Regions from separate parts of the Mus musculus genome. Here all the other regions are linked to region 1. Evidence: chromatin contacts called from public HiCAR-type, HiChIP or PLAC-seq and promoter capture Hi-C data. All regions are on one chromosome and are shown on one strand. Each heading gives the region's core, a stretch centred on a gene start, on an enhancer-like site or on the middle of the called end of the contact. The rest is flanking DNA. Distances are from core to core; before and after follow the strand shown.

Region 1 (2,829 bases), core at 102-2,601:
CAAGGCATAGTCGTCTGATCCCATTGTTTCTGGATGTGTGGTGAAGCAGAACCTTAGGATGGGGAATGTCGGACCTACCAGCAGAGATGAATGATGGCCAAGAAGCAAAGAAAGGGAGGAGCTAGAGACAAGAACCTGCTCCGCATAACTATGATTCAGCTACGTCCCCATCACCTCCCACCATCCACCAAGCCAAGAACCAACTGATCAATCCACTCATCTTCTTAGAGCCTTTCGATCCAGTTACCTTCCCAATACCCTACCTCTAACACATCCCTGCCATGAGTTCTTAACACACACACACAAACACACACACACACACACACACACACACACACACGAATCCATGCATGAGCCTCTGAGAGACAGCTCAGATTCAAAGCACGACAAGTGAAAGTCCAATCCTCACAGCATGCCTGGATTTCATGTCTGCCCACCTAGCCAGGAGAAAGGAATAAGTCTCTGCCTAGTTTCTGTACATCCATGCCCACAGACATGACACTCCCCACAGCTACACCACAGAAACAACCCATGAGAAACGGAAAGATAAGCAAAATATGATACATTCACACAATGGTCTTCTGACAACAAAGGGGAGAAGCTTGGGGAAGTAGCAGGCGAAGACTGGCAAGATTAACAGGAATTCATTGACAAAGAACAGCTACCTTAGTTTCTAGCTTCCCTTGGGGTCACATATGGCTTTTATATTCTCACAACTTACAGCCTTTATGCAAAAAGACAGCTCCTAGTCACTTTCCTTCTAGTCAAGTGCATTTGCCATGCTTAGGCCAAACAACCACATGCTGTGAGCAACACAGGTACAAGAAGCTCTTTTAATTACACAAATAGTAAGTCAGGCTAAAACAGGAGAGAAAAAATTCATGGTGAACACACAACAGGAGCTGTATTTTTAGTGAACAAATCTACATAGCCTGAAGCAGACATCAGGAAGGAAGATGGAAAAAAAAAAAAGACTGGAAAAAATCATTTTCCATATCGTTTCTGATGTTTATAGATCTAACTACGTTCCAAGCCAGAAGAAGAAAGATGTCTCTGCAGGCCATGAAGATCAGCCTTGTGGCTTCTTGACATCTACTGGCGACAGCCCAGGGTAGCAAAAGATGCACAGAAGACAAAATAAATGCCTCATGTGAAAAACAACGCTACTTCCACGGGGTGGGCGGAATAACCTATATAAAGCAAAGTTAGGGAGATAGGTTTTAGCGGGAAAGCCTGTTTTAGGGCCGGATATTGGACTTGCAAGTCAGGAATCCCGGGCAGAGGGCATGGCCAGTCCCGCCCCAGTCCGACCTCTCCGTCAACCGGAGTTGGTGAGGCCCTTTGTGCGGCACTTTGTGCGACAGTTCCGACGCACTTTACGGCGCCGCTGCCGTGTTGCGCGGCGCTAGTGGAAGTGGCGGCATCGCTGGCTCGGCCCTGTCGTTCTCCACAGCTGTACCGTGGCGGTGGGCTCGCGCTGGGATGAGCGCGCGGTGCCGAGCCGCGGAGTGGAGTCATGGTGAGTGGTCGGCGCTGACGGGCTCCGAAGGGGCGCTGGGCGGATACGGAGACTGACCTTTACTCCGGCCTCCGGTGGCTCCAGCTGACACCCCTTATCTGCTTGCAGGCAGGCACACGTTTGTGCCTCCTAGGAGGTCGGGCTGTTACCCCACTACCATCTCCGCACTCCTCCCCTCTTTACGGTGGAAATACCTTATGGGATCAGGGAGCCTTTGCAAGCACTGTTTCCAAATCCAGCAGAAATCTTATTTTCACCGGTCTTGTCTAAACTAGAAAGGGGTTCCAATGCCCAAGGGTTAAAGTTCTCTTCCATGGCTGAAAAATCACCATCTTACTGTTGTGGGTAAAGATGACTTACCCTTTTCTTCTTGGTGAAAATCCCATACTCTGACAATAAATTGTGGATAAAAATTGCAGTAGTTTAATTTTTTTTTTTTAAACAGGGTTTCACTTTGTAGTCCTGGAAGTCCCAGAACGTACAGAAATTCACCTGCCAATGTTTCCCAAGTCCGGGGACTAAATGCAAGCCGCCAATGTGCACCACGTCCAACTGCAGTAGTTTTAAAGACATATTTCTATTAGAAAAAAAAATGTTTCTTCCAGCAGACCCTGTGCTGCACTCTGTAAAGTCCCAGTTGCTTAGAGAGCTAGTCGCAAATTCGTGGGCAGCCTGGACAATTTTAGCAAGACTCCACCTCAGAATAAAAGTGTTGGAACTTTGAGAAAGGCTGGAGTTGTAGGCACCTTACCAGCATGAGACACACACTAGGTTCCATCCCTAATCCTGCCCCAAAAGGGAAAAAGAACCCACCTTTCACCAAAATGAAGGTCGTAATGAGTTTGGCTGCGGAATAGGTAGCAATTAAGAGTAGTAAAGACTTGCTCTTCTCCTCCATTACAGGCCAGCACAGTGGTAGCAGTCGGGTTGACCATTGCTGCTGCAGGATTTGCAGGTTTGTCTGTGGGTTGGGGGTGGAGCAGACTGGTTATGCATGGATTTGCTTATTCTGTTGCTTTTGGTTTTAGGCCGTTATGTTTTACAAGCCATGAAGCATGTGGAGCCTCAAGTAAAACAAGTTTTTCAGAGCCTACCAAAATCTGTAAGTGAACCTTCTTGCTAACTAACTTGCCTGTATTTGAAGCCTGGAGCTTGCCTGTAAGGTGAATTCCACAGGTCCATGGAGCTCAGTGTGGAGTTGTAAACCTTGCAATGGGCCACACTGGGAGTTGGTTTTCACATGTGACAACTGAGGGTGGGTGGCCTTTGCAGATTTAGAACGATAGCAGGTAGTTAGCAATTAATTTTAC
Region 2 (2,829 bases), core at 174-2,673, 1.6 Mb after region 1:
CCTGTCTCAAAATCAAACAAATAAAAAACAAAAACAAAAACAAAAGAAGAAGAAGAAGAAGAAGAAGAAGAAGAAGAAGAAGAAGAAGAAGAAGAAGAAGAAGAAGAAGAAAGAAGAAATGAAATGTGCATGCCTCCAGGGCTAGGCAGATGTCTCAGTGCTTTAAAACACTTGTTGCTCTTCAGAAGGACTTAAATTGGTAGCTCACAACCACCTGTAACTCCAGTTCCAGGGGATCTTATGCCCTATTCTGACCTCAAGGGCACTGCGCAGAAACTGTGGTGAAACATGCATCCGTATATGGAAGAAAAACATACACATTAAAAAATCTAAAAACAGAGCAAACATTTAAAATCATGCTTAGTCTGATACCTGCTAGTTCATGCCTCAATTTCCTAATAGCAAAAAATTAACCTGGCCAAATAGATAAAATACTTTTTAGTATTATTTATTTATTTACAGAAACCATGTTAGTCAGAAACCAAAGATTACTCTCGAGTGATCTCCCATTAAAAAAAGAGAAATTTGCCTCCTGTCATGTTACCTGTAATTCAGTTACTCAGGAGTGTCACACAGGAAAAGCTGAAAATTCAAGTCTACAAGAGGCAACAGAGTGAGATCAAGGCTTGCCTGGGTCTCTCAGTGACACTCAGTTTAGAAACCGGTTTAGGGATACAATGGCATTTGCCTAGCATGGGAGACCTGGGAGGGGCTCAATCTTCAATCCTGGAAGAGTAGATATGTAAATAAATGTAAAATCGGTAAAAGCTAGTAACAAAAATCTTGGTTGTAATCCCTAATTTATTTTCCTCGAGTGAAGATGAAACTAGTTTAGCTAAACTAAGTTTCCCAGTTAGCGAAGAAAATAAAAGAATGCCCAAGTCTTAATGCAGTACAGACACCAAGAAGGTAGCAGCTTTCGTCACAATTACGGAGTCAAGACTTAAAGAAGGCATGAAGGAAGGCTTCAAGCCAAAGTCCCCAAACTTAAAGGAATGTTGAATTTAAAGTAAAAGACGTTCTACCTGGAAGCTCCTATGAAAAGCCACCAAAGACAAGCACACGCTAACGCTGGTGTGCGTGAAAAGAAGCGCCGTGGCCACCAGGAGGGTGGCTCCCTCCGGAATCCTGAACTGACGGCGCGGAGGAGGTGCGTGGGGAGAGGAAGCCGCGTGGGCCGAGAGCCTGCCCAGCCGGGTGGATTCCTACCTGGACAGGGCCTTCCCTCAGGCTGGCCGCCCGTCGCCCTTGCCCGGCCCGCCGCCCCGGCCCGTCAGGGCGCTCGCGCTGCGCCGGTCCGGAGCTCGAAGGTCACCCCGGACGTCGCCACCCGCCAGCGGACACTCACTCCGTCCCTGCTCCCCACTGTCACCCAGCAACCACAGCTCCGCCACAGCCCCCTGGCTGTCTCATCCTCCCGAAAGAGGGGAGGTGCCCAGAGGAGGGGCTAGGGGCGGCTACTTCCGGCGCTTCGGATCTCCTATTGGCTGACGCTTCGAGACCAGAACTGCATATATTGCGGGCGCCATTTTCCTTCAGGGCTGAAGGCGAGGTTTGTTTTGGGCAGGAGTTCTTATTAACCACTGGGCTGTTTTCTGTTCCACCTTCCAACTCCTCCCCTTGGTTTTTCCCTTCAGAGTTTTCAAAGCTCAAAGGCGCCAAGTGTGAAAAGATGTCCATGGTTATCTGAGGGTGTAGGGGGAGAAGTACCCCAAAACCACATAGATGTTTATCATGCGGGGGGGGGGGGGGGGGTCGTCAAAACTTTGACTTTTCCAATTGCTCTGGTCTTGATTGGTTTTCTGGGGTTACTGGAGTGAGCTGTGTGTGTCTACTTACTGTAAGAGGTATTACTCAAGAAAATTAATTGTTCATGATTTAAACTTTGTTAGGAATCACCTGGGAATCTTGTTAAACCATTGATTGATTGATCGAGGGTGAAGCCCAAGGACTCTACATGTTCCACCTTCCAAGAGAGGTTTCACAGCATGTGTCCTGAGAGGTTCTTTACAGAGTTAGCAAATGAGATGCTTTTGCCAGGGAAGCCCCTTTATCCATATGAATGGCAGCTACCTCATCTATAAAATACTAAAAATGCCTACTTCATGAATTGTGGGAAAGTAAATGGGTTAGGGTGTAAAGTGCTTAAAACATTGATGGGCACCTGCAAAAGTTGGATAAATAAAAATAAAAGTTGGATAAAAAAGTTGGATAAATACAGTGAATGAGATCATTTCAGACTATGACTGCTATTATGGGGGGGGGGGGAGATCAGGACAAGAGGATAGAGTGAAGAAAAATGAGCAAGGTGGAGCCAAAGAGGTATGTGTTTTCTGAAAGGATGTCATTTCTCAGGTCATTTCAGGACTGTTACTGGGAATATCTGGAGAAAAACTGTCCAAGACACATAGGAAGGACAGTGCTAAAATGGATGAGTTAAAAAAACAAGCATGAGCTGGGCGTGGTGGCACACACCTTTAATCCCAGCACTCGAGAGGCAGAGACAGGCAGATTTCTGAGTTTGAGGCCAGCCTGATCTACAAAGTGAGTTCCAAGACAACCAGAGCTATACAGAGAAACCCTGTCTCCAAAAAAAACAAACAAACAAACAAACAACAACAAAAAACAAAACAAAACAAAACAACAACAAAAAGAACTCACAAACCCGCTGTCACAGCCTCCCAAGTGCTAGAATTCAGATCTGTGCTCTCACTCTGCCTAAATTTGAAGATTTTTGTTTTGGGTTGTTTTTTGGAGACAGTGTCATTTTATATAGACAGTCCTGGGTCCTGGAACTCACTATGTAGAACAAGTTAGCCTTGGACTCAC
Region 3 (2,829 bases), core at 226-2,725, 1.5 Mb after region 1:
TCAGGTGCCATGTTATGTGACTTCATGAAACAAGCAGAATCCTAGTGGGCCTCAGTTTGCTAGTCTGTGAAATGGGGATAAATGACAGAGGCAGGCTGAGGCAGGGAGCCTTAGAAATGCATGTCCTCCCTAAGTACCGGCTTCCCCTTGTCTCCAACCTTCTAGTTTAGGACTTATTACTGAAAGATGCCATCAAAAATTAGACCACTCCGGCTGCAACCTACCATCCTGACTCTTTGACGTGTAAGTCTGGTACTTCTTCATTTTCTTCTAGTATTTAATTAGGGAAAGCAAAACTTTGGGGAGAAACCACTTCATCATCCTGGTATCTTGGTGTTTTCACATCTGTGGTGGGGTGGCTTTTACACAGAGCAGATCTTCTCCCCAGTCACATTCAGACTGCTGTTTGGCCTCCTTGCCGGTAGGTATGAGTGGCTTTTATTCCAGGTTGATATGGAGCAGCTGATAAGGAAGAATGGAAGGCCGCGGGGGTGCCAAGCTCTCCTGATATTCTTTAAACCCTTCTACAGCTCTGCAAGCCTCTTTTACCCAGCTCTGTTTCTTTAAATTGTTTGACGTCAGAAAGAGAATGCTATAGCAACCGTCTGTCAAAGTGGAATTAACTCCGAAGAAAGATGGGGGTGGGGAGAGGAGCAATGCCCCTGCAGAAGAAACAAATTGGAGGGAGACATTTAGTTTATAACATGTTCAGTATAAAACGCCGGAGAAATGCGAACAAAGTCGCTTGAGATGCACTGAGGTGCACTAGTGTTTAAAGAGCAGAGACCTGGCAGGGTGCTGGGAGAAGGCCTTCCAGTCATCAGTGACCACAGAGTAACTTCCGAGAGCTGACAGTCAAGAGGGCAGGCTCTGTGCGAGCATAGGTTTGTTCAGGAATGTTTACAGCACGTTCTGGTGTTGGGGGTGGGGAGGAGGGCAGTATCACTAGCTTCGTGTTCCCAGTGAACCTCGGGCATCCACCGACGGCTGCTTGGCTGGATTGACTTCAGATTTTAGAGCCCAGTAATTGCAGACTGCATCTGTGGCTCTCCTGGCTCAACCCTGCAGCCCGCCAGAGCAGAGCAGCCTAGGCCAGGCCCAGGCGTGAAGAAGTCAGGCACTCAGCTTAGACGGCGCGTCCAGGGGCACACTGATAAATCGAAACTGCAGGGGATGCGCTTTCCGCTTCCCAAAGCCGCAGAAGCTGCACGCCTTGCCAGCGCCCACCCCCTGCACCCTGGCCCAGGCCACGCGCGCGCCCCCGCCAGCCCCCTCCCCAACACACACGCACCCTGGCCCTGCATGCGCCAATCAGCCTCCACCCAGGCCAAGCGCGTTCTGGGTTCCCCGAGCCCCTGCAAGCGCCCCCCGCCCCGACCGCGCTCGCTCCCGCCAGCCCCGACCCGAGCCACGCGCGCCGCTCTCTCGGCGCGTTCCCAGACCCTCTCCCCGGCCTCGCGCGCCCCCGCCCCCGCCCCCGCCCAGCGCGCCGCGCCCGGGTCCCCGCCCCGTCCGGCGTGCAGGGCTCTGGGTGTGGTCGCCGTCTTGTGTGGTGGAGCCAGCTAGCGGTTCGCGACCCGCAGCCGGGCGCCCAGCAGTAGCGCGGTGGTGGCGGCCGGGCTCCAGGTAGGTGGCGAGCGCAGGCGGCGGGCGTCAGGGCTCCGTGTGGACGCGGGTGGCGGGCGCTGGGCTCCGTGTGGACGCGGGCGGCCGGGCGCGGGGCTCCGTGTGGACGCGGGCTCCCCTGCGCTCTGCGAGGCCCGGGACGGCCGGAGGGTGCGTCCACCCGGGAGTCTAGAGGACGGTAGCTGCAGAGAATGCCCCCCCCCCCAACACACACACACACACACACACACACACACACACACACACACACACACACACACAGCCTCCCGCCATCTCCACCAAGTTCTCCACGGGCTGCTGGAGCCTCAGGTTGTTGTTTTTGGACTGATACTATGTCCCCAAAGCTTGGTTATTTTTAAGGTGGGTGATAACGGATTTTGGATATTTGCAAGTTTAGAACTAGAGAAAGCGGTTATTTTTTCTCGTCTTCTCCCCGCATCTCTTTCTGCGTTTTCAAAGTTGAGAGAAGGCTGACAGTGGTGGGTGATTTTGTTTTCTCTACTCCTTTCCCATCCACCCCCCCCCCAAAAAAAGGTGAGTATTATAACCTGCTGTAGACCCGCGCCCTACTAGGGAGTTGCCTTAAGACAGAATTGTAATTATTAGTCCCTTTCAATATCGCGAACTCGGACGGTGGTGACCTTTTATATATTTCAGCTTATCAGGATGTGATGGCTGGCATGCTAATGTGAGAGGGAGAGAGGTTGTCTTTTACAGGGGTCTGACCAAACTGTATATCTGGTCTTTGCCAGCATTCATTGCTGATTCTGAAAGTTTACTGTATATTTTAATATTTTGATTAAGAGCACTTAAGGAGTCTTTTGCTTTTGCATTTGGGTTTGCTGGTGAATTTGAAACCGAAATAGAAACTTTAAAAATATCATTTAATAAATATTGCCAGACCTCTTGTCTACACGTTATTAGACCATGACGCTGATTCTTCGTGCTGTGGTTTGCTTAACTGCATGCCTTAAGCCTATGAGCAATACACAGGAAGCAGTTCTGAGTTGCTGGTCTTTTATGAATAAACATTTCAGCGTGTGTTTTTACTCCTTAAAAATAGATCCTGAAATAGATCCTGGGACAATTTCAAAACTAAGAGTGGTATCTAAGTTGGGCTTTTTTTTTTTTTTTTTTTTTTTTCCCCATCACCAAATATTGTCGGAGAGTGAGTGAATTCTCTGATTTCTTTCAGGTGTGTTA
Region 4 (2,829 bases), core at 108-2,607, 1.3 Mb after region 1:
AGTCTCAGCTCAGCTCAGCTAGACTACAGTCAGCACTTCTGGGGAAGGGTTCAAGGGATCTCTACTTGTGTATCTGAGGATATTTACAATAAAAAAGTGATGTCAAAAGGATATGACCAAGAAGTGTCAGCACATGGAGTCTGCCTTCAGTGTAAATTCCTGCTGGGTATTTTAAATGCACTGATCCTTTCCAGCATGTTCCAGAAGGTCCCTATGCATACTGCCTCAATATAATAGGCTTTAGGGCAATTTGTGTGTGTGTCTTTCTCTATATTAGACAAGGCAAATTGTATATCTCTAACCAAGGCCCTCTCTATGACTGTCCTGAGACCTGAGCTCTTTACCCCTCTTAGGCTCCTTTCTAAGAGAACAGTGGTTCTCAACCTTCCTAATGCTGCAACCCTTTAATGCAGTTCTTTGTGTTGTGACCTCCAACTATAAAATTATTTTCACTGCTACTCCATAACTGTAATCTTGCTACTGTTATGGGTCACAATGTGAACATCTGTGTTTTCCTACGGTCTTAGGTGACCCCTATGAAGGGGTCGCGACCCGCAGGTCATATGAAAAGCATGACTGCATTAACATACAGCAGATACAATCTGGGCTGAACCCAACTTTACACATTCACTCGCACTAGTCTTTTAAAAAAAAAAACAAACATAAAATATTTTCGTGGCCTTCTATGATGTTGTGAGGTCCACGGACACAGTTATTACCGTGCCTAACGGGCCTGTCACCTGGAGCCTTTTTACACTCGTGCCTAGGAACACCATGACAGCCTTCACTTCAGTGCGCTTCTCAGCAACTTCCTATCTGCGGGTTGGAACCAGCTGCAGGTGCCACGCACCCTGATTCTGCCCTGAGCCCAGCGACGCAGTGCAAGCCTGCAATCCCAGCCCTCGGGAGCCGGGACAAGTGCAGCCTCGGATCCCCGAGACCCTGTCTCAACAACGAAGTGTGTGCAGTTGCCCTTGGAGACGCGGGCAGCAGCTCCATGCCTGCCTAGCCTGGCAGCGAGGGAGCAGCGCCCAGCATGGCGTGGCAAGGCGCTTCGCAAACGCTGAGCTTAAACAAGGCCATCCGATCTGCAGCAGCTCTTCACACGAGAGCCCCAGGCCGACTTTGTCCCCGCTCTCTCCCTCGGAGGTCCCCAAGGTCACCTGGAAACAGCCCTCCCACCTCTCACCCGCGTCTCCGAGGCCGCCACCCACCGACAGTCTTCGGAAAGCTCCGCGTGAGAAAACTTCCGACTCCGAGTCTAGGACCAGCGCGGCGGCAAGACAGCGCTGTCAGCGCGGAGACCGAAGCCCGCTGCAGCAGGCTCATGGCCGCCATGGCTACACCGGCCACGGAAGGAAGTGGGGAGGGCTAAGGGAGCCGGGAGGGACAATCCACCAGTGAGGGCGAACGCTAGAGGAGGCCATATTGAGTGAGGGCAGCGGCCCGTTCCTGCGAGCTTCACAGGCAGGCGCTGGCGGACAAAAGTGACGACATTGTAGGTGGGGCGCCCAAAGAGAGCCCTGTAAACTCTATGGCAGACTTGGGAGATTGAAGCGAGAGCCGTGGGAGCGGCCATGTTTAGTAAGGGCAAAGCCTGTTCCTGTTTGCTTCACTTGCCTCACGCCGCCAGCGGAAGTGACCTCGTGGACACCGACACTGTGGGTCTCCATTAGAAACATGGCTGCGACCAGTCTAGTGGGTATTTGTAGAAGAGCCTCAGCGTTCCTGAAGGCAGCTTGTTCCCTAGTAAATCCCAAGGACGCTGCTCACTCGGGGTAAGTGGTGAGAGAAGAAATGACTGCCTCCGCCTTTGGGCGCTTCTTGCAGGATGCAACAGAGCTCTAGACAGGCCACCGCGGAGGCAGAGAGCGTGACCTTGCAGTCGCCTATCCTGGCGCACTAGTCCTCCTGCGTTCTGTCGCCGCGGGCGGTGGGAGCATCCGCTGCTCGGTGCTTCCTCGGACTCGCAGTGTCCTGGGGCTGGGTCGGTTGGGAGGGAGGTTTCCGAGGAGTCCTGAGCTGTGAACGGAAGGCTTCCCTCGGCGTCTTTGTACACAGATTGTCCGGCAGATGTTAAGTGATGAGCGTAGCTACGGCAACAGAAGCTGCGTCTGCGAGTGTGAGAATGACAGCTTACTCTTCACTGACACTTGCCAACAGGGAGCCGAGTTTTAGAAATAGTAGAGAGCAGATTAATTGAAGGAAGCAGTCTCTTCTATATTATTACACTAACTTTGCAAATTAGCTTTTTAAAACCTTGCAGAGTTGTAATTTGATCAGGGTGGCAAACTTGAATAAATGATTTCGTCTTCCATTATCTTGATCTGATGCCTTCCTTGACCTCTGACGGTATCAGGCACACACATGGTGCACATATATGCAGGGAAAACATTCAGATACATAAACCTTAAATTTGTTAATGAAATTATTTCAGTATGTGTGTGTGTGTGTGTGTGTGTGTGTGTTTTGTAAAAAATGAATACCTATCACTCAGAAAAGAGGCAAAATATTTTGAAGACAGTAAAACCAGTTATGCATTCATAGAACACATTGCCGTTTCTTTTTTAATGTTGCAGGTATACACTTGATTTTCCATCATTTCCCCAGGACAACAGAAACATTATTAGAGTAATAGTCAAAATATACCCTTAACCCATAGTAGCCAGTCATTGACAGTTGTCACATTTTTCAAGATCCCTGGATTTATGCTCTTTTTCTGCACTGTTGGACAGAGGTCAAAATTCAATCATAGACCCAAGGACATTGCCTTACTAAGTATGACCCTGTGGTCACACTGTGGAATACAGTGTTATTATTTAGCATATA
Region 5 (2,829 bases), core at 158-2,657, 1.3 Mb after region 1:
AGATCATTTGTAAATAAAAACACTTTCTTCCTTTCCTATTTGTATCCCCATAATCTCCTCCAGTTGTCTTATTGCTCTGGCTAAGTCTTCAAAAAGTATAGTAAATAGGTATAGAGAAAACAGACATTCTTATCTTAGTCCTGATTTTAGTGGAAATACTTGTTTTTCTTGCTATTCCGGTTGATGTTGTCTATGGGCGTGCTGAAAATTGTCGTTATTATGGTAAAGTATGTCCCTTGTATCCCTAATCCCTCCAGGACTTTTTATCAAGAATGGATGTTGCATTGTATCAACATCCTTTCTGAATCTAATGATATAATCCTGCGTTTTTGCCGTTCAGGCTGCTTGTGTGATTCATTTCATCTATTGATATTCATATGTTGAACCATCCCTGCATCTCTAAGATGAAGCCCACTTGATCATGGTGAATAATCTTTCTTTGATTAGGTTTGCAGTTTATTGAGAATTTTTGCATCTATGTCCATAAGGTAAACTGATCTGTAATTTTCTTTCTTTGTTGGGTCTCTGTATGGTTTACAGAGTAATTGTGGCTTCATAAAAAGATTTAGGCAATATTTTTTCACTTTCTATTTTGTGGGATAATTTAAGGAGTATTGGTATTAATTCTTCTTTGAAGGTCTGGAAGAATTCTATACTGAATCCATGGGCCCTGGGTCTTGTCTTTTCTTTTGATTGGGAACTTTTTAATTAATGCTTTTGTTTCAATAGGAGATTACAGGTCTGTTTATAGTGTTGATTTCATCCCCACTTAATTTTGGTAAGTTGTATATGTAAAGAAATTCATCCATTTCTTTCAGGCTTTCCAATTTAGTGGAATACAGATTATTTTTAGGTATATCCATATACCTCTCTGAGTTTTCTTGGTATTCTTTTGTAATGTCTCCCCTTTCATCTGTAATTTTATTAATCTGGATCTTCTCTCTATCCTTTGGTAAACTTGGCTAAAGCTTTGCCAATTTTTTTTTTTTTACTTTCTCAAAGAATCAATTCTCCGATGCATTAATTCTTTGTATTGTTTTTTGTTTCTATTTCTTTCATTAATTTCAGCCCCAAGTTTGATTATTATTTCTCACCTATTCTTTTCGGCCATTATTTCTTCTTGGTTTCCTAGGCCTTTCACGTGTGTTGTTAAGTTTCTTCAGGTTTGGGTGGTGCTGGTGCTGGTTTGGGTTTGTTTGTTTTGTAGTTGTTGTTGTTGGTTTAGGATTTTGGGGTTTGGAGGTGTTTTATTTTGTTTCAAGACAGAGCTTAGCTGTCCTAGAACTATCTATATAGACTAGGCTGGAACACACAGAGATCCAGCTGCCTCTCTGTCTCCTAAGCACTGTAATTAAAGGCATACCTGCACCATCACCCCACCTGGCTTTTTTTTTTTAAGGTCAGTATGTAATCGTAATGACTTGCCTCCCAGTGCTGCTTTCATTGTGTCCTGAGGGTTTGGGCGTGGTATGCTTTTGTTTCCATTCAGTTCTAAAAAGTTGTTAATTCCCTCGTGACCCAATTCGTTCAGTAGTGAGTTCCTCAGTTTCCACGATTTTGTATGCTTTCTGTTGTTTATATCCCACTTCAATCCATGGTGGTCAAATAGGATGCAGGGTGTTATTCCAATTTCCTTAAATCTGTTAAGATTTGCTTTGTGTCCTAATATGTGGTCAAATTCACAGAAAGCCCCATGAGTTGCTGAGAAGAAAGTATATTTTTTAGTGTTTGTGTGACATGTTCTGTACATGGTGGTCAAATAGGATGCAGGGTGTTATTCCAATTTCCTTAAATCTGTTAAGATTTGCTTTGTGTCCTAATATGTGGTCAAATTCACAAAAAGTCCCATGAGTTGCTGAGAAGAAAGTATATTCTTTAGTGTTTATGTGACATGTTCTGTACAGGTCCATTGTAAATGATGATTTTGTTGGATATAGTAGTCTGGGTTGGCAACTGCAGTGTTTCAAAGCTTATAGAACACCACTCCTGGCCCTTTTGTATTTTACAGGGTTGAGGTCTGCTCTATTGTATTGTAATGCTAAATTCTATACTTAAAGCCTGGGCCAATGAGTGAATTCTCATGTTTACAAGCTTTTGTTATGCAAACTTTGATCCTTATTTTAAAATTGTTGGTTATGTAAAATTGGCTACAGCCAATTACTGGAGGGACTAGAGGTAGATGGCTTTTGAGTTACCTGGTTGGGAGTGGAGGAGTGAGGCAGAGAGAGACCATAGGGAGAAGAGAAGGCACCCTGAGAGGAGAGGTGCCATGAGCACATAGCCAGGAGGAAGAGCAAGTATTTGGGAAATGCTGCTGGGAAGGTAGTCAGGCCAGCAGTTAGAAAAGTAGATTAAGGGTTAATTATCAAAGCCAAATAAAATAACCATAGTCTGAGTCTCAGTTATTTGTAAGTCAGACAGGGATAAGCTTAAATTTGTTGTACTACACAGAGTCTCCCTTGAAAAGTCAGACATTGCTCTAATGGGCCTGTTTTTATATGTGACTAGTTCTATTTCCCTTACAGTTTTTAATATTCCTTCTTGTTTTGGTAGTTATATTTTTGCCTTAGTTTAGGGTTTTATTGCTGTGAACAGATACCATGACCAAGGCAAGTCTTATAAAAGACAACATTTAATTGGGGTTGGCTTACAGGTTCAGAGGTTCAGTCCATTATCATCCAAGTGGTAGCATGGCAGTGTCCAGGCAGACATGGTGCAGGAGGAGCTGAGAGTTCTGCATATTCATCTGAAGGCCCCTAGGAGAAGGCAGACTTCCTGGCAGCTAGGATGAGGGTTTTAAAGCCAAGTCCACAGTGGCACACCTATTCC
Region 6 (2,829 bases), core at 232-2,731, 1.3 Mb before region 1:
CTTCTTCTCAGCTGTTCTTTCTATAATTTCCCCTTGAGTATTCAACTTTCCCATGAAGTCCTAGAAATCATATTACAGCTCTCCAGCCCCACTGAAACGCTCCCTGTATTAGTTTGACATACTAGCTTCCTTCCCCAGCAACTTCAGAGTTATTTGCAAACAGAACAAATTAGTACATAAAAAACAGGTTTTGTCTCCTATTGTTTTGAAAAATGTAGGGCACAAGAATGAGCAGTGGCTCTTTGAAAGTGCAGGGGTACACATTATAAGTGCAAATGTATATTTATTACACATGTCCCAAAGAGGCCACTGCACTAATAAGTACTAGGCAACCCCTGCTTCCCCCTCATTGCTCCAGCAGAGCACATTTGGTACCCACCACAGAGGACTGGCTAGATGTGGCACTGGGTGTTTCTGTTGCTTCAGGGGCGGGAACTTCTCATATAACTCGCAATCTGCTTTGTAGCTTTTGGAGGAATACAATTTCATAAATGAACAAATTAATTTGGAGCAGATAACCACTTGATGATTAAGTAATGATTCTTATTGCATGGTTTTGTTTTGGTTTTTGGTTTTTGGGTTTTTTGTTTTTTTGGGTTTTTTTGCATTAAAAAGAGACCATTACAACTTTGGGTTACACAAACTGTTACCAAGACAAACATCTCCTAGAAATTATAATGCATATAATGTGCTTTCTGCCCAAGTGACCCTTCACTTCCCCACAGAGAGCTCAATCATTTTATTGCATTTGGATTAACAATTTATTACACACACTGATTATCTTTAGCCTTTTTAAAAAGATGTGTTACTGGTTTTAGTGTCATTATATGCAAATCAAGAGTCTTTACTTCCACATAGTTTTATCATTCTCATTCTAAAAACTGTAGGATTACGTTGTTTATTAGGTCACCTCTGGCCTGTTGTTCATGTGCACTTTTGGGTAAAAAGATGACACCCTTTTCAAAGTGCTTTAGTGATAACTACTTAACATTTTAATTGATTTCATGATCATTTGGAAGAAAAAAGGAATTCAGAATGAGAGAAACAGGAATTAGTCAATTTAAAGCTCACTGAGAACCAAAGCGATGTGAAATAACTTAGAGAAGCCCCTGTTCCAACCCCGAAGGGAAACAAAATTCTTAAACTGCAAACCTCTCATTGTGAGCGTTTCTCTCACAGGGTCCTTAGAGTTACACTGCAAATTTCTTTAGTTATAATTGACTGATTTTTTTTCCCTCCCTGAGGCCGACAGCCCGGATCTCCTGGCCCCACCACCCTCCTTCCAATGCGAGTTCATCTCAAACTGTTGTCTAACCTTCCCCTTAATCCATCTCATCTTGAGCTGATGGGAACTGCTTTCGTTCCTCTTGGGGAGGTAATGAAACAATCTTCTTATTCACTCGGTTCCTCGGGGCCAGCACCGTGCAGCAACAACAACAACAGAAAAAGCAAGCGCGCACCCTGATTAATGGCTGCTAATTAGCAATGTTAATGACCAGGTGTCCCGGAGCAGGCAGCTCCTCTCAGCAAGGAGCGGGCTCAATGAGGACCCTGCAAATCCTTTCCGTGACCCTTCCCCTCAGGCGGCAGTAAGGAAACTGCTCAGTATTCCCAGGAGAGGCCCAAGCAGGGACCCAGGCTTGGACCCAAGTCCCCAACCTTCCGTCTAGCGGGTCTTCCATGGATTAAAATTAACATTTCTGGCCCCCCAAAATGCACAAAGGTAATGAAGTGAGGCGATACACTCAAACTCTCATTTGTCAGGAGACTTTTTTTCCTCCCCTAAATGGAAGCTGTAGTTACTATTCACAGTTCCGTGTACATCTGTGCGCTGATCAGATATTAGCTCCTCTGTATCTTTTCAGTCTGGGCCTTTATTATTCCCGAGTAACTCATGGGAGGGGACCGTCTTTGCTATTCAGCACAGGTGACTGAATGGCCACAGCTCACCACAGCTGGAATCCTGCTCTGAAAGTGAGGCCATCTTGAAAATCGTTCCCTAGTTAGAACTGCAAATGCTATTAGCTTTGATTTTGGAGTCAGAGAATTATTGTACCTTTGAAACAAATCAACTGAACAAAACCAAGAGCTTTATACAAAGACCCCAAAATTATTTTTTACTAATTAGAGTAGGCTTCTTTTTTTATTGCTGACTAGAAGGTTGAGAAGTGACAAGTCTTTGCAGATAATTAACCATTGACTCTGTTGCCAATTGGTGACAGACTGATTCTGTCTATGAGTTACACAATTATTCATTTTCTCTCACTGCAAAATAACCTGTACTTTTTCTAAGAAGTGTGTGTGTGTGTGTGTGTGTGTGTGTGTGTGTGTGTGTGTGTATGTGTGTGTGTGTTGTTCAGATTGGAAGAAATTCACTGAAATGAAAGAAAGCATATCAAGTCACTTTTTTCTTTCCTCTTTTAAAACATGCTTTTTTTCATATCTATTTAGTTCTACATCTGTCTCTCTCAGGTTAGGAGAGCATCTTGGTTGATTTACAAATACTTTAAATGCGTTGTTAATGGAACTTACATTAGATACTATTGGGATATGTTTCTTTTTTTTTTTAAGAATATACAATTTTCTGGAATACAGCGCTGTTATAAAAGTTACAAACTTCTCATAGATGAGGAAATACAACCCATATACAACAATCCATAAGCGAGACTGAAAATGATTATTGTACGATATTGGGAATGCTGGATATGCCTATAGTGCTCCGATGAGAAGGTAGAGACAAAGATTGCAATTTTGAGGCTAACCTGGAGCTACATAGTTGTAAGATATCAAAACCAAGCTAAAACCTTGGGGATGGAGTTCGTTGGCAAA
Region 7 (2,829 bases), core at 217-2,716, 1.1 Mb before region 1:
TCATGATCAATTGCTACCATCTCTGCTCATCTTTCTGTATAATAGTCTCCAGAGATTCTGTGTAAAGGACTAAATATTAACATCCCTGTGTTTCCAGGGCCCAGGATACTGTTGGGCAAGTAGTAACTGAACAGTGACATGTTTGCTCAGTTGTTAAACAAATGAAGTAGACCTGTGAATTCTCTTCAAAAACCACTAGATTAATTCCGTTTCTGTTCCTCCTTTTTGAAAGGAAATGGTTAACCAAAGTAACACACAACTGGTAAAAGAGATGACCAGGAATGGTACAAAATAAGCTTCAGGCTTATTAATTGCAGATGTGCTAAAGCATTTTATTTGGAAACTCTTAAATGGTTCGTGTCCAACAGACCACCAAATGGAAAAGGATAAAGGTTTTATTGCTTAAAAAAAGAGAGAGATTGTCAGGTAGACATTCGTATCTTCATCCCTTGCTATGATCGTAATTCTGATGGAGTTGAGTTGACAAACATGCCATAAGCAATGCTCCAAATGCCATCAAATTATAAAAAATGAGTAAGAGGGCATTTACAGCATAGCCAACAAAAGAATGTAAAGTTTGCTTAAAGAGAGAAGGACTGTGGTGCAGCTCAGTGGCTGAGCACAAGCCTTGTCTATACATGAGGCTGAACTGGATCCCCAGCATCACAAAACAAGCCAAAGGATGTTCATATTACATGTGATGCTGCTATATGTCCCACGACTATGCTGTGTTCTGGAAACCTACCTCCTCCTCCAACCTCCTCCTCCTCCACTCTAGTTCCTGTCATCCCCCAGGTGTGGTCTCCACCTGGGTTCTTAATCTCTGTTTCCTCATCACGCTTGAGCCCCTTTACCAGAGGAGTTATCTCTGAAGATGCCTCTTCCAGATCAGCTCGTAAACACCCAGAGCGTTTTACACACTTCCCTCCCTCCAGCAGGCATGACTGTTTTTCGTAGCTCACGGGTGGCAGTGGCCTTCTTCTGGGAGCAATGCCAGAATCTGGTCCAGGAAAACTCTGAGGCAACTTTCAGGACCTTTGTAATGGATGCTACCCGTTGCCACATTTTATCTTGGTTTCCTTGGGAGAAAGCAACCATGCTTCGTTCAGACGGGCAAGCCAAGTTCGCTTTCTGATGCCAAACTGGCAAGGACCACAGAGCTTGGTGTTGGTCTGTGGATGGGAAAAGGCATCAGGAAGAGTTTCTGACTTTTTACATCTTTTGAAAATGAGCAGCTGATACATTAAATTTTTTGTCAGGGAACAAGCATCAGATTGCATAAATAACTCATTTGAACAGCAATCACCTCCCAGTCACTCAGCTCTCTGGCAGTTAACAAAAAGGTTTTAAGATAGAAACTGGACTATTTAGCTTTCATTAATCATTCATACTGTTCAAACACATCACACAGTAACTGAAGAGGGTTATGGTAGCTAAGCTTGAGTCTGTTGTGGAAAGTAAGTTTAACTTTCTATGAACTCACTGGACACAAAGAGTGTCCCCTGCTTACTATTCCAAATGTCACCAGCTAGAAGCAAACGGATGATTACGAATGGTAATGAAATACCTCTGAAGCCGTTTGTACACTAACAAAGAGTTACTGTCAGAACTTGAATAAGGTCCATCTACCCATTTTCAAAGAATGTCAACATTATATAAGGGGTAAAGCAGACAGCAACAGCTAAATACACAAACAAATAAGTTTCTGATAACATTTCCCTAGAACACAGTTTTCGTCAAATTTTTTTTTCTTGGAAAAGGAGAGATCAATGAAAGCATCTCACCTCCTTAAATCATTTCAACCCCACAGTGGGCCTCGCAGGAGTTAGGAGAGTTTTAGACATTCCATCTTTGTGTTCTGGATTTTTGGGGCATGGGGGCAATGGAGATTCCTGGGTTGAGTTTCTCTGGCTGATACTTGTTTTCTTCGTTTCATTTGTTCTCATCTTCTTAAGTGAAGCAGGGAAAACAGGGTGAAATTTTCTGTGTTCTGTCTCTAGGAGAGAGAAACCCAATAATTGCTGCTTCTTGGAGGCATTGGTTGGCAGCCCAGGAATTTCTTGATGGACTCCTCTGTTTAGCTGTTCCTGAGGACCAGGGTGGTGGCTTCTCCTAGGCTTCAACTGTGCCCTTACTAGGTCTGCATCTTTCTACTGGGATGAGACTCCACATTTTATGAAGGAGCCAATGAGTGGAAAATACCCCATTGCTTTTGAAACGTACCTAAAATCTCAGGGCACTAAGACTAAAGCTGCGTGAAAGTTCCTGAAAGGGAGGGTCTTTATGACAACCTACAGAGGGGCTGTTTCCTCTAGAAATAAGAATCTCATTTAGTGTGTTTTAAGGTCTTTAGTAGAGCTCTTTTGCCAGGAGGAGAACTACTTGGGAATCTGATGGTTTCATTTAGTTCTAATGAGAAAAAAAAAAAAAAAAGAGGCAGATGTGGTAGCAGCTGTTATAGGAGAAGCAATGGGTAGCGAGAACGCAGACTTATTGACACCCATGAAGAATGCTTAAAGGCGTTGAGAAAGAAGAAAAAAAAAAGATCTTGAAGACACAGAATTCAGTGCTAGGAAAAATGGGTGTATAAAACATAAAACAACATTTTATATCGATCAAGTGATTTTTTTTTTCCTTTAAAATTATCAGAAGCTGTTTAAAAGAAGGGAAGAATGTTTGACTTGTGTTCTGAGAAGTCTAGAGTCTAGGGCAGGCTTCTTGGAGGGATTGATCTGGCTTAACAGTGTCCCTCTGACCCCAGCAGTCTCAGCTCTGCCTTCTGTTCTCTGTGTAAATTTTATTCCAAGATTGACCCTCTACATGTAAGGT

What was found. Promoter capture Hi-C pulls out the DNA fragments that hold promoters and counts their contacts. HiCAR-type assays count read pairs that join an accessible place to other places. HiChIP or PLAC-seq counts read pairs in DNA pulled down with a chosen protein or histone mark.
Region 2: a promoter capture Hi-C map of pre-B cells shows a contact between it and region 1. The contact joins the promoter of Mfn1 here to the promoter of Dnajc19 in region 1. A contact is called at or near these places in 4 of 39 promoter capture datasets (hippocampal neurons, liver and pre-B cells), 1 of 484 Hi-C or Micro-C datasets (CD8 T cells) and 2 of 9 other capture datasets (adipose tissue and liver).
Region 3: a contact with region 1 is called in a promoter capture Hi-C map of liver, with 5 times the contacts expected there. The contact joins the promoter of Gnb4 here to the promoter of Dnajc19 in region 1. A contact is called at or near these places in 2 of 39 promoter capture datasets (hippocampal neurons and liver).
Region 4: a contact with region 1 is called in a promoter capture Hi-C map of liver, with 4 times the contacts expected there. The contact joins the promoter of Ndufb5 here to the promoter of Dnajc19 in region 1. A contact is called at or near these places in 12 of 39 promoter capture datasets (the 3T3-L1 cell line, the HPC-7 cell line, cranial neural crest and 8 more), 8 of 484 Hi-C or Micro-C datasets (CD4 T cells, Th1 cells, bone marrow-derived DN2 thymocytes and 5 more), 4 of 115 datasets of contacts at active chromatin or transcription factors (astrocytes, embryonic stem cells, large pre-B cells and 1 more) and 4 of 9 other capture datasets (adipose tissue, embryonic stem cells, liver and 1 more).
Region 5: a contact with region 1 is called in an H3K27ac HiChIP or PLAC-seq map of embryonic stem cells, with 4 times the contacts expected there. The contact joins the enhancer-like site here to the promoter of Dnajc19 in region 1. A contact is called at or near these places in 5 of 39 promoter capture datasets (the C10 cell line, hippocampal neurons, liver and 2 more), 1 of 484 Hi-C or Micro-C datasets (CD4 T cells), 3 of 115 datasets of contacts at active chromatin or transcription factors (embryonic stem cells, large pre-B cells and pro-B cells) and 2 of 9 other capture datasets (adipose tissue and embryonic stem cells).
Region 6: a contact with region 1 is called in a promoter capture Hi-C map of embryonic stem cells, with 4 times the contacts expected there. The contact joins the enhancer-like site here to the promoter of Dnajc19 in region 1. A contact is called at or near these places in 5 of 39 promoter capture datasets (the 3T3-L1 cell line, embryonic stem cells, hippocampal neurons and 1 more), 1 of 484 Hi-C or Micro-C datasets (CD4 T cells) and 2 of 115 datasets of contacts at active chromatin or transcription factors (astrocytes and embryonic forebrain).
Region 7: a HiCAR-type map of astrocytes shows a contact between it and region 1, with 4 times the contacts expected there. The contact joins the enhancer-like site here to the promoter of Dnajc19 in region 1. A contact is called at or near these places in 4 of 39 promoter capture datasets (embryonic stem cells, hippocampal neurons, liver and 1 more), 2 of 115 datasets of contacts at active chromatin or transcription factors (astrocytes and stem cell-derived neural progenitor cells) and 1 of 9 other capture datasets (embryonic stem cells).

Annotation. Positions count from the first base shown.
Region 1 is chr3:34,079,876-34,082,704 of GRCm38.p6, reverse strand. Dnajc19 (DnaJ heat shock protein family (Hsp40) member C19) reads left to right here and starts at 1,351. Exons shown (of 6, transcript NM_026332.4): 1 at 1,351-1,519; 2 at 2,423-2,474; 3 at 2,548-2,621. The coding sequence starts at 1,517.
Region 2 is chr3:32,528,076-32,530,904 of GRCm38.p6, reverse strand. It overlaps Mfn1 (mitofusin 1), which reads right to left and starts at 1,423. Exons shown (of 18, transcript NM_024200.4): 1 at 1,210-1,423.
Region 3 is chr3:32,615,236-32,618,064 of GRCm38.p6, reverse strand. Gnb4 (guanine nucleotide binding protein (G protein), beta 4) reads left to right here and starts at 1,475. Exons shown (of 10, transcript NM_013531.5): 1 at 1,475-1,626. Gm52622 (a long non-coding RNA gene) reads right to left here and starts at 1,454. Exons shown (of 2, transcript XR_003954599.1): 1 at 788-1,454; 2 at 1-662.
Region 4 is chr3:32,735,591-32,738,419 of GRCm38.p6, reverse strand. It overlaps Ndufb5 (NADH:ubiquinone oxidoreductase subunit B5), which reads right to left and starts at 1,357. Exons shown (of 6, transcript NM_025316.2): 1 at 1,215-1,357. The coding sequence starts at 1,338. Mrpl47 (mitochondrial ribosomal protein L47) reads left to right here and starts at 1,665. Exons shown (of 7, transcript NM_029017.2): 1 at 1,665-1,778. The coding sequence starts at 1,681.
Region 5 is chr3:32,758,014-32,760,842 of GRCm38.p6, reverse strand. No RefSeq gene overlaps it. Among named protein-coding and RNA genes, the nearest start is that of Ndufb5, 22 kb to the right of the region's middle. Within about 2 kb of position 1,407, at least 6 of the 459 cell types and tissues checked have an H3K27ac peak or open chromatin away from gene starts, as enhancers often do. A contact at or near this core is called in embryonic stem cells, where this site is marked.
Region 6 is chr3:35,331,778-35,334,606 of GRCm38.p6, reverse strand. No RefSeq gene overlaps it. Among named protein-coding and RNA genes, the nearest start is that of Gm35425, 15 kb to the right of the region's middle. Within about 2 kb of position 1,481, at least 40 of the 459 cell types and tissues checked have an H3K27ac peak or open chromatin away from gene starts, as enhancers often do. A contact at or near this core is called in embryonic forebrain and embryonic stem cells, where this site is marked.
Region 7 is chr3:35,140,273-35,143,101 of GRCm38.p6, reverse strand. No RefSeq gene overlaps it. Among named protein-coding and RNA genes, the nearest start is that of 1700017M07Rik, 130 kb to the left of the region's middle. Within about 2 kb of position 1,466, at least 25 of the 459 cell types and tissues checked have an H3K27ac peak or open chromatin away from gene starts, as enhancers often do. A contact at or near this core is called in astrocytes and stem cell-derived neural progenitor cells, where this site is marked.